3 separate regions of the Pan troglodytes genome follow, and regions 2 and 3 are each linked to region 1. The links are chromatin contacts, called in public Hi-C maps. All regions are on one chromosome and are shown on one strand. Each heading gives the region's core, a stretch centred on a gene start, on an enhancer-like site or on the middle of the called end of the contact. The rest is flanking DNA. Distances are from core to core; before and after follow the strand shown. Region 1 holds the start of LDLRAD3 (low density lipoprotein receptor class A domain containing 3). Region 2 has its middle 24 kb from the start of COMMD9. Region 3 holds the start of FJX1 (four-jointed box kinase 1).

Evidence for each region. A called contact is a pair of places that touch in the nucleus more often than the background predicts.
Region 2: a contact with region 1 is called in a Hi-C map of stem cell-derived neural progenitor cells, with 5 times the contacts expected there. The contact joins the enhancer-like site here to the promoter of LDLRAD3 in region 1. A contact is called at or near these places in 1 of 7 Hi-C or Micro-C datasets (stem cell-derived neural progenitor cells) and 1 of 1 datasets of contacts at active chromatin or transcription factors (stem cell-derived excitatory neurons).
Region 3: a Hi-C map of stem cell-derived neural progenitor cells shows a contact between it and region 1, with 6 times the contacts expected there. The contact joins the promoter of FJX1 here to the promoter of LDLRAD3 in region 1. A contact is called at or near these places in 1 of 7 Hi-C or Micro-C datasets (stem cell-derived neural progenitor cells), 1 of 1 datasets of contacts at active chromatin or transcription factors (stem cell-derived excitatory neurons) and 1 of 1 other capture datasets (stem cell-derived neural stem cells).

What each region holds. Positions count from the first base shown.
Region 1 is chr9:39,954,991-39,958,764 of NHGRI_mPanTro3-v2.0_pri, forward strand. It overlaps LDLRAD3 (low density lipoprotein receptor class A domain containing 3), which reads left to right and starts at 1,986. Exons shown (of 6, transcript XM_001142392.7): 1 at 1,986-2,101. The coding sequence starts at 2,056.
Region 2 is chr9:40,276,349-40,280,356 of NHGRI_mPanTro3-v2.0_pri, forward strand. No RefSeq gene overlaps it. Among named protein-coding and RNA genes, the nearest start is that of COMMD9, 24 kb to the right of the region's middle. Within about 2 kb of position 2,288, at least 4 of the 24 cell types and tissues checked have an H3K27ac peak or open chromatin away from gene starts, as enhancers often do. A contact at or near this core is called in stem cell-derived neural progenitor cells, where this site is marked.
Region 3 is chr9:39,627,207-39,630,776 of NHGRI_mPanTro3-v2.0_pri, forward strand. It overlaps FJX1 (four-jointed box kinase 1), which reads left to right and starts at 2,066. Exons shown (of 1, transcript XM_508371.7): 1 at 2,066-3,570. The coding sequence starts at 2,360.

The DNA.
Region 1 (3,774 bases), core at 736-3,235:
TAGTCCCAGCTACTTGGGAGGCTGAGGCAGGAGAATCCCTGGAACTCGGGAGGCGGAGGTTGCAGTGAGCCGAAATGTGCCACTGCACCCAGCCTGGGCAACAGAGTGAGACTCTGTTTCATAAATAAATACATAAATAAATAAATAAATACAACAGTTGACCTTAAATAAGGTTTTACATTAGTCCAAATGATTTCAAAGACATTAATATATTTATATTTAAAAGTGTGTGTGCCTGTGTGTATGTGAGAGAGAGAGAACGAGAGAGAGAGTCAGAGTCAAACTTGCAAAGTAAGGAAGTTGATGTGTCCAAAGAAACCTAAGGAAATAAGAACTATAGCAGTGGGTCAGTTGCATTATCTTTCCATATCCCTAATGTTTGGAGGCAAATGAGCAGCTGTAGGAGAAATTATTTGCTTATTTGCCTCCTCAGATATTATTATCAAAGGCAGGAGGCCTCTTCCAACAAGCTTCCTGGAACAATGCACATACCCACATGCACAGGACATTTTGCATAAAATTTTACGGGCTTTAAAATTCTTTGAAGCCCATGGGACAATCTCCATAATATTCATCAATCCCAGGATAAAAGCCCTGAATGCCAAATCATTTAGATAATTGATTTATATTTTCCATGTGTGCTATGAACTATGGAACTTAACCTTTCCTCCCTCACATCACATTTTCTCATTACCTTGAACAATCATTGGTATTTTTAAATTTTGACCTGATCCTTTTTAGCCTTTATGTTTCCAGACTACAGCACGCAATTACAGAGTAAAGTAATTGAATCTTAACACCCTTGAGGGTGTCTCCAGGGCATCCCAAAATCTGATGCAGGCATCCCTTTTATAACTGCCCCTGTACCCATACCTTCCCCTTTCTTTCAGCCAGGTGGAGTTTGTGTAAATAAACTCAACCCTTTTGAGGGATGGATTTTAGGGATGCAGTTCCATTGTTTTGACAAATGTATACAGTTGTGTAACTACCACTATAATCAAGATTAGAACAGTCGCACTGCCCCCAAAAGTTTTAATTTATTGATCCATTTATCAATTGATGGACACTTGAGTTGTTTCCAGTTTTTGGCAATTATTTGCGTTAGTCTTTTGCTTTTTTTGGGTGGGGGATCAGAGAGAGTGGAGCACAAAAGTGTCATCCCCTTCTTCCACCATCTAAGTCTTTTGGGGCTTTTCACCACTGCCCTCTGGAAGCAAGTGCATTGGTGCAGCTATATTTTTTTGCATTTGGGTATCTGCCTTTCATGACCTTTTCCTTTTTTTAATTTTATTTTTTCCAAATTGGGTCCCAAACGTTCAACAGGTCAAGGTGGACACTATGCAGACAAAATAACTCATGTGGTCCACGCTGTGTGCATGGTAGGTGTCAGCTGCTCTTACCGGTGGCTCCCGGATCATCAGCCTTGGAATCAGCCACCATGTTGTTAAAAATGCAGAATCTCAGGCTCTACGCCAGATCTACTGAACCAGAGTCAGTATTTTAACAAGATCGTCAAGTGTGCCAGATGCATATTAAAGTTTGAGAAGCACTGGTATTCCACACTCGCTACTAAAAATATACTACAATTTTCTCATAAGATTTGACCCTTTCTTTTAACTTTTTCTCTCTCGGTAGTAAACTCACTTTGTAGTTTGAGTAAAGAACTCAAGTTTTGGTCTGGGCGCTGCATCTCGCTGGGTGTGGAAGCAAAGGCAGAAATGAGAGGGACAAAAGGAAGCAGAGAACAGAGCCCAGGCTGTTAGAAGATCCTCGCGGCCAGACCCGGGAGGCGATGAGAGACCGAAAGGCTGAACCCTCCGCCCCGCTCGGCGGCCCCTCGGAGTCAGGACACCCAGGGTAACATGCGGGTGGCCACGCGCAGCCCAGGCGCTTGCAAAACTTAGCGGAGCCGGGCCGGGGCCGGGGCCGGGCCCGGGGAAGGCGGGAGGGAGGAGGGCCAGGCGGGAGGGCGGGGCCGGCGCGGCGAGGGGCGGGGTCAGCGCCGAGGCCGCGGGGGCAGCAACGACGCCGGGCAGCGGGAGCGGCGGCCGCGCCATGTGGCTGCTGGGGCCGCTGTGCCTGCTGCTGAGCAGCGCCGCGGGTGAGTCGGGGGGCGGCGGGCGAACTTCCCGCGGGGCGCGGGGTGCGGGGCGCGGGGCGCAGCGGCCGGGTGCGATCGCGTCCCCTCCTGGGCGCGGGCCGCTCTCCGGGCGTGGGTGAGCGCGGAGGGCGGACCCCGGCGCCGGGCTGGCCGGGACCCTGCCGAGGGGCCGCCGCGGGGTGCGAGCCGTCCTATTGTGTGGGCGTGCGCGCCGGGTCGTGTTGTGCTGTGTGCGCGGGCGGGGCTCTGTGTGCAGTCCGGGTCTGGGGAGCCCGGCGGCTGCCCCGATTGGGCGTAGCTCGAGTGTGGCTGTGTGTGTGTAGTGTGTGTTGAGGAACGGAGGCGGGGAAAGGAAAGGAGAGGAGAGAACTCTTCCCTGGTCTCATCTTCCCAGACGCCTGGGCGCGCGCGGCTGCGTTAGCCTCCTCTGGGCCTCTTCCCGAGTCTCTGGCGTGCACTCCGTGCCTCAGTTTCCCCACCTGCACCGCGGAGGGAGTAGCAAAGCTGCTTCCTTTCATTCCTCTCTGGGACTGTTTGGTTTGGGTAAAGTGAGTTGAAGCAGGGCCGGATCTGGGAATTCTTCATTTTTCCCACTGATCCTGGGAACCGAAGCTTTATTTAAGACGTCTGACCACCCTACTTGCCCCGCGATGGGCGCCCTGACCGGCGAGGGGCCCTGGGAGAGGACACGGGGCTTCATCCGGCGGCCCTTTGAACCTGGCATCACCACCGCGTGTGCATCCCGGGGCCTGGACCGCAGCAAGCCTCCTTCCCTTCCAGACAGCGTGCTGTTCCCAGGAACTTTTCTGCTGATGTGGGCATGATCCGAATTCCAGCCTGGGAGCCCTTCCTCCTCTGCCCCTGCCCGCCGCCCACAGCTGTCAGCTGTCCCTCCTGGACTGGGCCCGCCCTTGGCCCCTTGACGTTTATTTCTGGGCATCTGATGCCTAGAATGTGGGTGACAGGGCCCAGTGAACTTTCTTCAGCAGAATCTTGCCTGCCTGGTGTTTGTGCCATCCACATGTCCAATAGCTGCCCTATTTTGCCAAGTGCTTCTAGCAGCTTGGCTGTCGAGGTGTCTTTGGTGGCCTGTGGGTTTGCTAAGTTGAGGCTCACTTCATTCTTAGCTGTGCCTTGGAGTTATGGATGCGTTAAAGGGATATCTCCTCTCTTCCTTGATGTCCCTGGTCCTGGGCATCCTCACAGCCCACTGGGCAGCCTTTCCTGCTCTCAGACCCATGACATCATCTCCACTCCTCTGATACCCCATTTAGATGCTTATGGGTTTGCTGGGCTTCCAGGGAGGGACTAGACCTCCTGGTGACTGCTGTGGATTTTTAACCAGGTCTGGGTGAGAGTGCCCTTAAATTAGTCCACCTGGGGAGAGAGTTCTCACAGGACATTGGGCAGCCAGGAGCAGGTGTGAATTGTTTGGAGGCTGTTAGAGCAGGTCGATTTTCAGGGCGTCTACAGATATGAAGACCTGTTTGGATTCACAAATTCAATCTGTGTAGCTGTGGTGTGTCCGCTCATAGCACCTGAGAAGGACAGTATGGAAGCTGGCTCTTGTGTGTGTCCTGGGAGAGCCACTGTGGCCAAATGGAAACTTATTTATTGCATCTCCCAGTTGGTACTGGGTTGCTTTAGTTGAGTCTCCATCTCTGTAAAAATAG
Region 2 (4,008 bases), core at 1,038-3,537, 320 kb after region 1:
TGAATGGAGTGCTGAGGAAAGTGTTATGAGTTCAGGAGGCAGAGGCTGTCAGATGTCATCATGCTTAGAGGCTACCATAGGTGAGAAATGACAGAGTCATTAACCAAGGTGGTGCAGAGATGGAGAGAAATGGACCAATGTGAGTATATTTTGGAGAGAGAACCAGCAAGTCTTGCTAATGGATTAAATGGGAGGAAGGTGGGTATAGCAGCAGGCAGAGAAGGAGGCAGTGATGTTTCCCACGTCTCTGGTTGGAGCTGTTGTTTACTAAGATGGAGAAGCCCGGGAAGGTGGGACCAGGTTTAGGGGGTAAAACCAGATCAAGTTTACTTTCTGGAAAGCACTGGGAGGGCTGGACTTGGGGAGGACAAGGCCAGTGCAGGGTGCCCTTTGGAGGCTAATCCAGTATTCCAGGTGAGAGATCATGATGAGGATGGGCTAAGGTTGTGAAGGGGGATGAAGGGATACCCATGTCTCTGCTAAACAAGCAAAGAGAAGAGTTTCCCACTGCTACAGATGCTATGAATTTCATTTTGTGAGATGGCTCAACAGACCAACCAGAGGGAGGAGTTCTTTTTGGATAAGGTTGAAATGAAACCAACATATGGAGAGGAGTGGAGGCGAATGATGTGGAAAATGGGGTCACAGAGAGACCAGGCAGAGACTGCAGCAATGCAGTGTCTTCCACAGCTGGCTGTTTGACATGGGAGAGAGGAGTCTGGATTCACCATCTGTGCCAGGGAGAAATCCATCCTGGGAAACAGATGGCCGGCAGCCATGCCCATGCACCCTGGATGACCATGGGGGTTCCCTGGGGCTCTGCAGCCCGGGTGATTTTCTTGGGAGGTTTGGGACAAGCATTCAGAGGCTGTGGGCATAGCAGGCTCTAGGATTTCTGCTCTTGATGTCACTGTTACCCAGACCCCTAGAGCTGGGTCCCAGATGGTGCAGCTGAGACGAGCTCTCTTCTCCTCAGCCTCACTGTCCTCCAGCAGTGCCCCTTCCAGCCTCTGAGGTTAGCAAAAGGCAGTGGCTGGTGGCACTGACTGAGTGACCACTCAGTCAACCCTAGTCCCTGTCAGGATAGCCATTTTTTTCATTCATTTGTTCATTCATTCCTACATGCATTCAACAAATCCTGACTGAGTATCTGTAACTACAGGCACTGTCCCAGGCCCTGTCCTTGAGAAAACGCAGATCGAGAATTGGACAATGCGGGCTACCAAGCCCTCTCATTCCCTTCTTCCTCATCCTGTCACTGCTTCTGGCCTTGAGGCCCAGAGCTGACCCGAATCATCACCCAGGACCCATTCCAGCCCCTGGCCCTGGCACTGCTGATTCTGATTTAAGTCCATTTCTTAATTTTATTTCATGAGACTAAAATGTCGTCAGAAATCAGGTTGTAAAGGACACTGAGTAATATTCTTCTGAGTTTGGGCTTTATTCTGAGTATTTTAGGCAGGAGAGTGACATTAGATTTCCATTTGCAAGACACCTGCAGCAATGAGGAGGAAGGATGGGAGGCGGGGTGAGAGGGATGGCACGATGGGAGGCAGGGAACCAGTTTGGAGGCCTTTGGACTCGTCCAGATGAGAGGTGACAAGGACTCCTTGCCATGTCCCCCCACCCCCAACCCCATCACATCAAACCTACTCTCAGAAAAGAACTGATGAGTCCTCTGATTTGTGGAAGGGCTCACCCCAGTGGAGGCACCTGTGTACATATTTGAAGTTAAACCAACACTGGGCATCCTTTATTTCTCAGACACCTTCATGTACAATGAATCCCCTCCAAGCTGCATTGCCAGGAAAAAGTACTTTCCATCTCTCTCTTTTAGAGATGAGAAACTGAGACTTAGCTCTAAGCAGACCTAAATTTGAATCCTGGCTCCACCACCTGTCCAGGTGTAGAAAGTTCCACTGTGGACTGACTGTGGGACTTGCATGGTTGCCATGAGCAAAACCTGATCTGGAAGAGTTGTATCTAATGGGCCCTAATGGTGGCATTTCAGAAGCACCGAGGAGACCCTGGGGGCTTCTGCAGCTGGGTCTGGGGAGCAGGGTTGAATGGGTGCCCTGGGTGGGCCTGCGCTGCCTGCTCTGTCTTCTGCCTTCTCTGCCTATGTTGCCCAGGGCCTGAGCAGGAGAGTTCTGTTAGGTGAAGGGTCTGGGCCTGAGGTTTTCTTTTGCAGGAAGCTTCTCCCCTTGCGGGGTTCTAGGAGAGGCCTGCCCACTACCCCACCTTCCCTCAGCTTCCCTGGTCTTTGTTCCGATTTTAGGCCAAGGTGGGAAGATAAGGAGGACGACTGCGCCATCTGCTGGGCATCTTGGGGAAGCTCCAGCTGCGCCCAGGTGAGGTTTGGCTTTTGCCCATGATAACCTTGGGTCACCAAACAGGGTATGGCCCCTTGACCAATGATCTCTTTTATAGAAGTAGCCCCAGGGATACACTTCCAGTTCAGCTGGTGCCAGGAAGCTCTCGGTACCCACAGAAGCTGCCCATTATCTGTGCGCTCAGGTGTGGGGAACAGAAAGGTGAACAGTGTGTGGGGGAAGGCACAGACACAGACCATTAAAATGCAGTGTGCTGAGGAATGATGGAGAAAACGCAGGTGGGGAAGACAGGCCAGTTAATTTGACTTCCTGGGCCCCTGTTAGGTGCTGCTCCTGAATCCAGAAGGATGACTAGGAATTAGGCCAGGATTAAGGGAAGCCATTCCAGAGAGAGGGCATGGCGGGGCAAAGCCCTGGTGACCATGCTGCCACCTCTGCTCAGGCCCAGGGCTAGTGCCTCTTTCCTGCCCTCCTCCAGCAGTTGGAGACTTTGCTGACCCCTTGGAAGTGCTGGTCCCTGAACTCTACAGTGGCAGGAGCTCAGAAGATCCACGTCTGCCCCTCCACTTACCACCTCAGCAGCAGCTCCTTCCTACCCTCATCCAGAGTTCCCAATCCCTACCTCTTCCTACCCAAGCCAAATAGTGTGGCTGGGAGACTGCTATGAACAAATCTCCCACGCTCACAGACTCAAAACCAATAAAGGCCAGAAATCAATGCTGGAGAATGAAAGCAAGCTGGAGAATGATGAAATCACCTAGTTGGTGAATTAGGGCCCAGCTGAGGTCGATTTAGGACGAGCAATTCAAGTGAGCGTGAATTCTGTCAGTCTGCCATTCTATTGCATTCAATCTAATTCAGGCATGGTTTACTACACAGGTCAAATCCTGTGAGTTTGTGGAAGAAGTGGGATGCAAAGGGACATTTATGGGGCAATGTACTGTGCGCCAGTCACAGTGGAAGATATCATGGATACCGAGTGAATGAGACATGGTCTCTGTCCTCAAGAAGCACCCACATCACCACCTGCTCCTCCCCACCACTGCATAGCTCCTTTCTGTTCTTTTCTCTTCCTGCAGAAAACCTGCTTCCAGGAAAGCAACTGATAAATTAAGCCACACTGAGCTGTAGTCAACTGAGTGGGTGTTTATGACCGTACCTGTGAATTGTCTCTCACTATCTGCTCTATTTCAGTAAAATACAGAAACCCACTAGCTCATTCTCCTGCCCTCCCCCACCCCAATGTGTTAGCTACACACAAGACCACCCAGCAGAGACTGTATTTCCCAACCTATCTTGCAGCTAAGTATAGATCATGTGATTGAGGCCAGTGGGATATGAGTGAAAATAACGTGGCAACTTCTGGGGTATACCCTCCTCCTCCTCATCCTCTTCCCCTTCCCTCTTTCCCATGGCTGGGATATAGACTTGGAGGGTGATGGGGCACAGGCTTTGCTCACAGCAATGAGGGCAATACTTGGTGGTTGGTGAAACAAGATGGAAGGATTCTGAGTCTATAAACCAGAGCAGAACGATCCTACCCACTCAAAGCCCCTACCAGCTCAGACTTTTACATAGAAACTTCTAAATTCTTTAATCCATGGAAGCTGGGCTTTTGTTAAAGCAGCCAAATCAATATCCTAATACAGTGACTCTTGCTCCCTGATGTTTAATA
Region 3 (3,570 bases), core at 816-3,315, 330 kb before region 1:
ATTTAACTTCAACAATTAATCATCCAGTTAAAAATGTCTACTTTTCTCCAATTAGATGATACTCTACTTATGCCCACTAGGTGGCGATCTTGCTTATAGTTTGCCCACGCTGAAAGAGGCTGCCTTTCAAATAAATACATATATATCCCAGTAGAAGTTAAACCAAAAGACAAAAAAAAATAAATGTATTCAGTGCTTATTTAGTGTAATATACTATGTTAGGTGGTATAAGAAATAAAAAGTTAATAAGACATAGTCCCTGCCTGCTAGGGAAAGATGAGGAGGGGCTTACATAGGGCAAAAAAATAAGACCTTTGAATGGATTAATATATTTCGATGTAACCATATGGGAGCCATAGTAATCTCATTATCAGATAAGAGTTATAAAATGGCATGATATAGCCACCATGTGGTTGGGAACAGATTCAACAGTTCATCCAATATGTACTTAACCACACCAGTGAAAACACTTGACTGTATCCTGGGTCAGTGCTGGAATACTCCAAATGTGGTTTTTTGATGCCACTGCTCAGGCATAAACATGAGTGTCTGCTTTATCACCCTAGAACGCTCTATCACCCTAGAACCTTTTTTCTTTGGAGAATAAAACATAATCAGTGCCAGCTGATGAGGTAGTCCAGTTGAAAACCCCCATGTGCACCTGATGGGAAGATGAAAGGAGAGAAACGATACACACCATGTAAGGAAACAGATTTCAAACTCTGGCCTTTGAGAGGTGGATTCCACCATGCCCCTGATCTTGTGTCTACCCTGGGAATCTCAGTGTGGATCTGGGACTCATTCTGATACAGAGAGGTAAGGGAGGGCCGACTGGCATCCAAAAGTTTTCCTAGTAAATGTAACCCAGAGGTGGCTGGAAGATGTGTTGGGGTGAAGAGGTTGTTCATTTTGTTTTCTTTGCTCCTTCACCGCCTCCCTCCCCCCCCCCACCACCACCATTTCTTTTTCCCTTAAATCGTAAAAGCAGTAAATCAAATGCAGTATGGGATTGAGGTTTTTTTCCTTTTCATTTGAAAAATCCTTTTAATTGAAAAATCACATTTGGGGAACAAAGTGGTCAAATGACAGTGAATTTCAAACTTGAGAATGCTGACTTGATTAAAAAAGAAATACTGATCTTTCTTAATGGAGGGAAAATCAAGTGCATGCGGCCAGGAGACCTGGGTTTGACTTTTAGCTTCGCCACTTGCTAATTGTGCAATCCTGAGCAACACCCATCCCTTCTCTGTGCCTCAGTTTCCTCATGGACAAAACGGTATCATTTCTTTCGAAAAGTCGTCCCTGACTCCCCTCTCCCCAACACGAGGTTGGATGGCTATAATCTCTCTTAGCAACCTGAGAGTCCCACTGGGATGTAAATTCCAGCAGCACTGGGACCCGGATCTGTGGACTTTGCTTCTGGTAAGCAGAACCAGAACCGAGGGGCAGTCGCTGTGTTGAATGGATCCATGAATGAATGGGAGATGGCCTAGGTGTTCAAGGGGCACGTGCACAGCGAGGCTTCACTCCCTGGGAGTCCCTTGGGAAAGGCAGAGCGGCCAATACTGATTGGTGCTGATGTGCGAGCTCGGAAAAGGGAGTGTCGGTTCAAAGTTGTTGGCTACAGCGGGTTCCTCTTTCCGCTGGAATCACATCCTCTGTGGCTCGGAGACATTCCCAGGGATTTACATAAAGCAGCGTGAATCACCCAGACAGAAACTGAGAAAGCAAAGGGACCCTGCCTGATCCTAGCCTGGCGGAGCTCGGAAAGAGGTGGAAATCTGTCTGAAGTTTGCAGGAGATCCGCGCTGCCTAGGCAAAGGGACCCGGCGACCACGACACCACCGCGAGGGCCCAGGGCGCGTCCCTCCCGCCAGGCCCCAGACTCCGGCTCTGCGCCACCCCCTCCTACGCCCCGGCGCGGGCGCAGCCAGTCCGGCTTCCTCCAGGCCCCTAAGTCCCAGACCGAGTGTGGGGCCGCCTCTCCCTCTCGGAAGGAGCCATCGCCGCTTTAAGTGGAAGAGGAGAGGAAGGGGGCGGGGGAGCGGGGGGCGGGGAGCGGAGGCGGAGGAGGGGGAGGGGGATCCCCCTCGCTCCCACGTGGTCCGGGCGCCTGTGAATCGCGCCCACCGGAGGGTCTCACAGCGAAATACAAAAGCAGCTGGGAAGCGGCGGGGACTCGAGTTCCCAGCGCCGGGCGGAGCGCCGGACAGAGCCCCGCAGCACCCCGCGGCCGCGATGGGGCCGAAGCGCCCGAAGCCTCGGAGCCCACAAACTGCCGGGCCCGCCTCGCCGCCGGGACCCGGGTGCCTGGGCTCGGCTTGAAGCGGCGGCGGCGCACCGGCACAGCCGCGGGAGCATGGGCAGGAGGATGCGGGGCGCCGCCGCCACCGCGGGGCTCTGGCTGCTGGCGCTGGGCTCGCTGCTGGCGATGTGGGGAGGGCTCCTGCCGCCGCGGACCGAGCTGCCCGCCTCCCGGCCGCCCGAAGACCGACTCCCACGGCGCCCGGCCCGGAGCGGCGGCCCCGCGCCCGCGCCTCGCTTCCCTCTGCCCCCGCCCCTGGCGTGGGACGCCCGCGGCGGCTCCCTGAAAACTTTCCGGGCGCTGCTCACCCTGGCGGCCGGCGCGGACGGCCCGCCCCGGCAGTCCCGGAGCGAGCCCAGGTGGCACGTGCCAGCCAGGCGGCCCCGGCCGGAGGAGAGCGCCGCGGTGCACGGGGGCGTCTTCTGGAGCCGCGGCCTGGAAGAGCAGGTGCCCCCGGGCTTTTCGGAGGCCCAGGCGGCGGCGTGGCTGGAGGCGGCTCGCGGCGCCCGGGTGGTGGCCCTGGAGCGCGGGGGTTGCGGGCGCAGCTCCAACCGACTGGCCCGTTTTGCCGACGGCACCCGCGCCTGCGTGCGCTACGGCATCAACCCGGAGCAGATTCAGGGCGAGGCCCTGTCCTACTACCTGGCGCGCCTGCTGGGCCTCCAGCGCCACGTGCCGCCGCTGGCACTGGCTCGGGTGGAGGCTCGGGGCGCGCAGTGGGCGCAGGTGCAGGAGGAGCTGCGCGCTGCTCACTGGACCGAGGGCAGCGTGGTGAGCCTGACACGCTGGCTGCCCAACCTCACGGACGTGGTGGTGCCCGCGCCCTGGCGCTCGGAGGACGGCCGTCTGCGCCCCCTCCGGGATGCCGGGGGTGAGCTGGCCAACCTCAGCCAGGCGGAGCTGGTGGACCTAGTACAATGGACCGACTTAATCCTCTTCGACTACCTGACGGCCAACTTCGACCGGCTCGTAAGCAACCTCTTCAGCCTGCAGTGGGACCCGCGCGTCATGCAGCGTGCCACCAGCAACCTGCACCGCGGTCCGGGCGGGGCGCTGGTCTTTCTGGACAATGAGGCGGGCTTGGTGCACGGCTACCGGGTAGCAGGCATGTGGGACAAGTATAACGAGCCGCTGTTGCAGTCAGTGTGCGTGTTCCGCGAGCGGACCGCGCGGCGCGTCCTGGAGCTGCACCGCGGACAGGACGCCGCGGCCCGGCTGCTGCGCCTCTACCGGCGCCACGAGCCTCGCTTCCCCGAGCTGGCCGC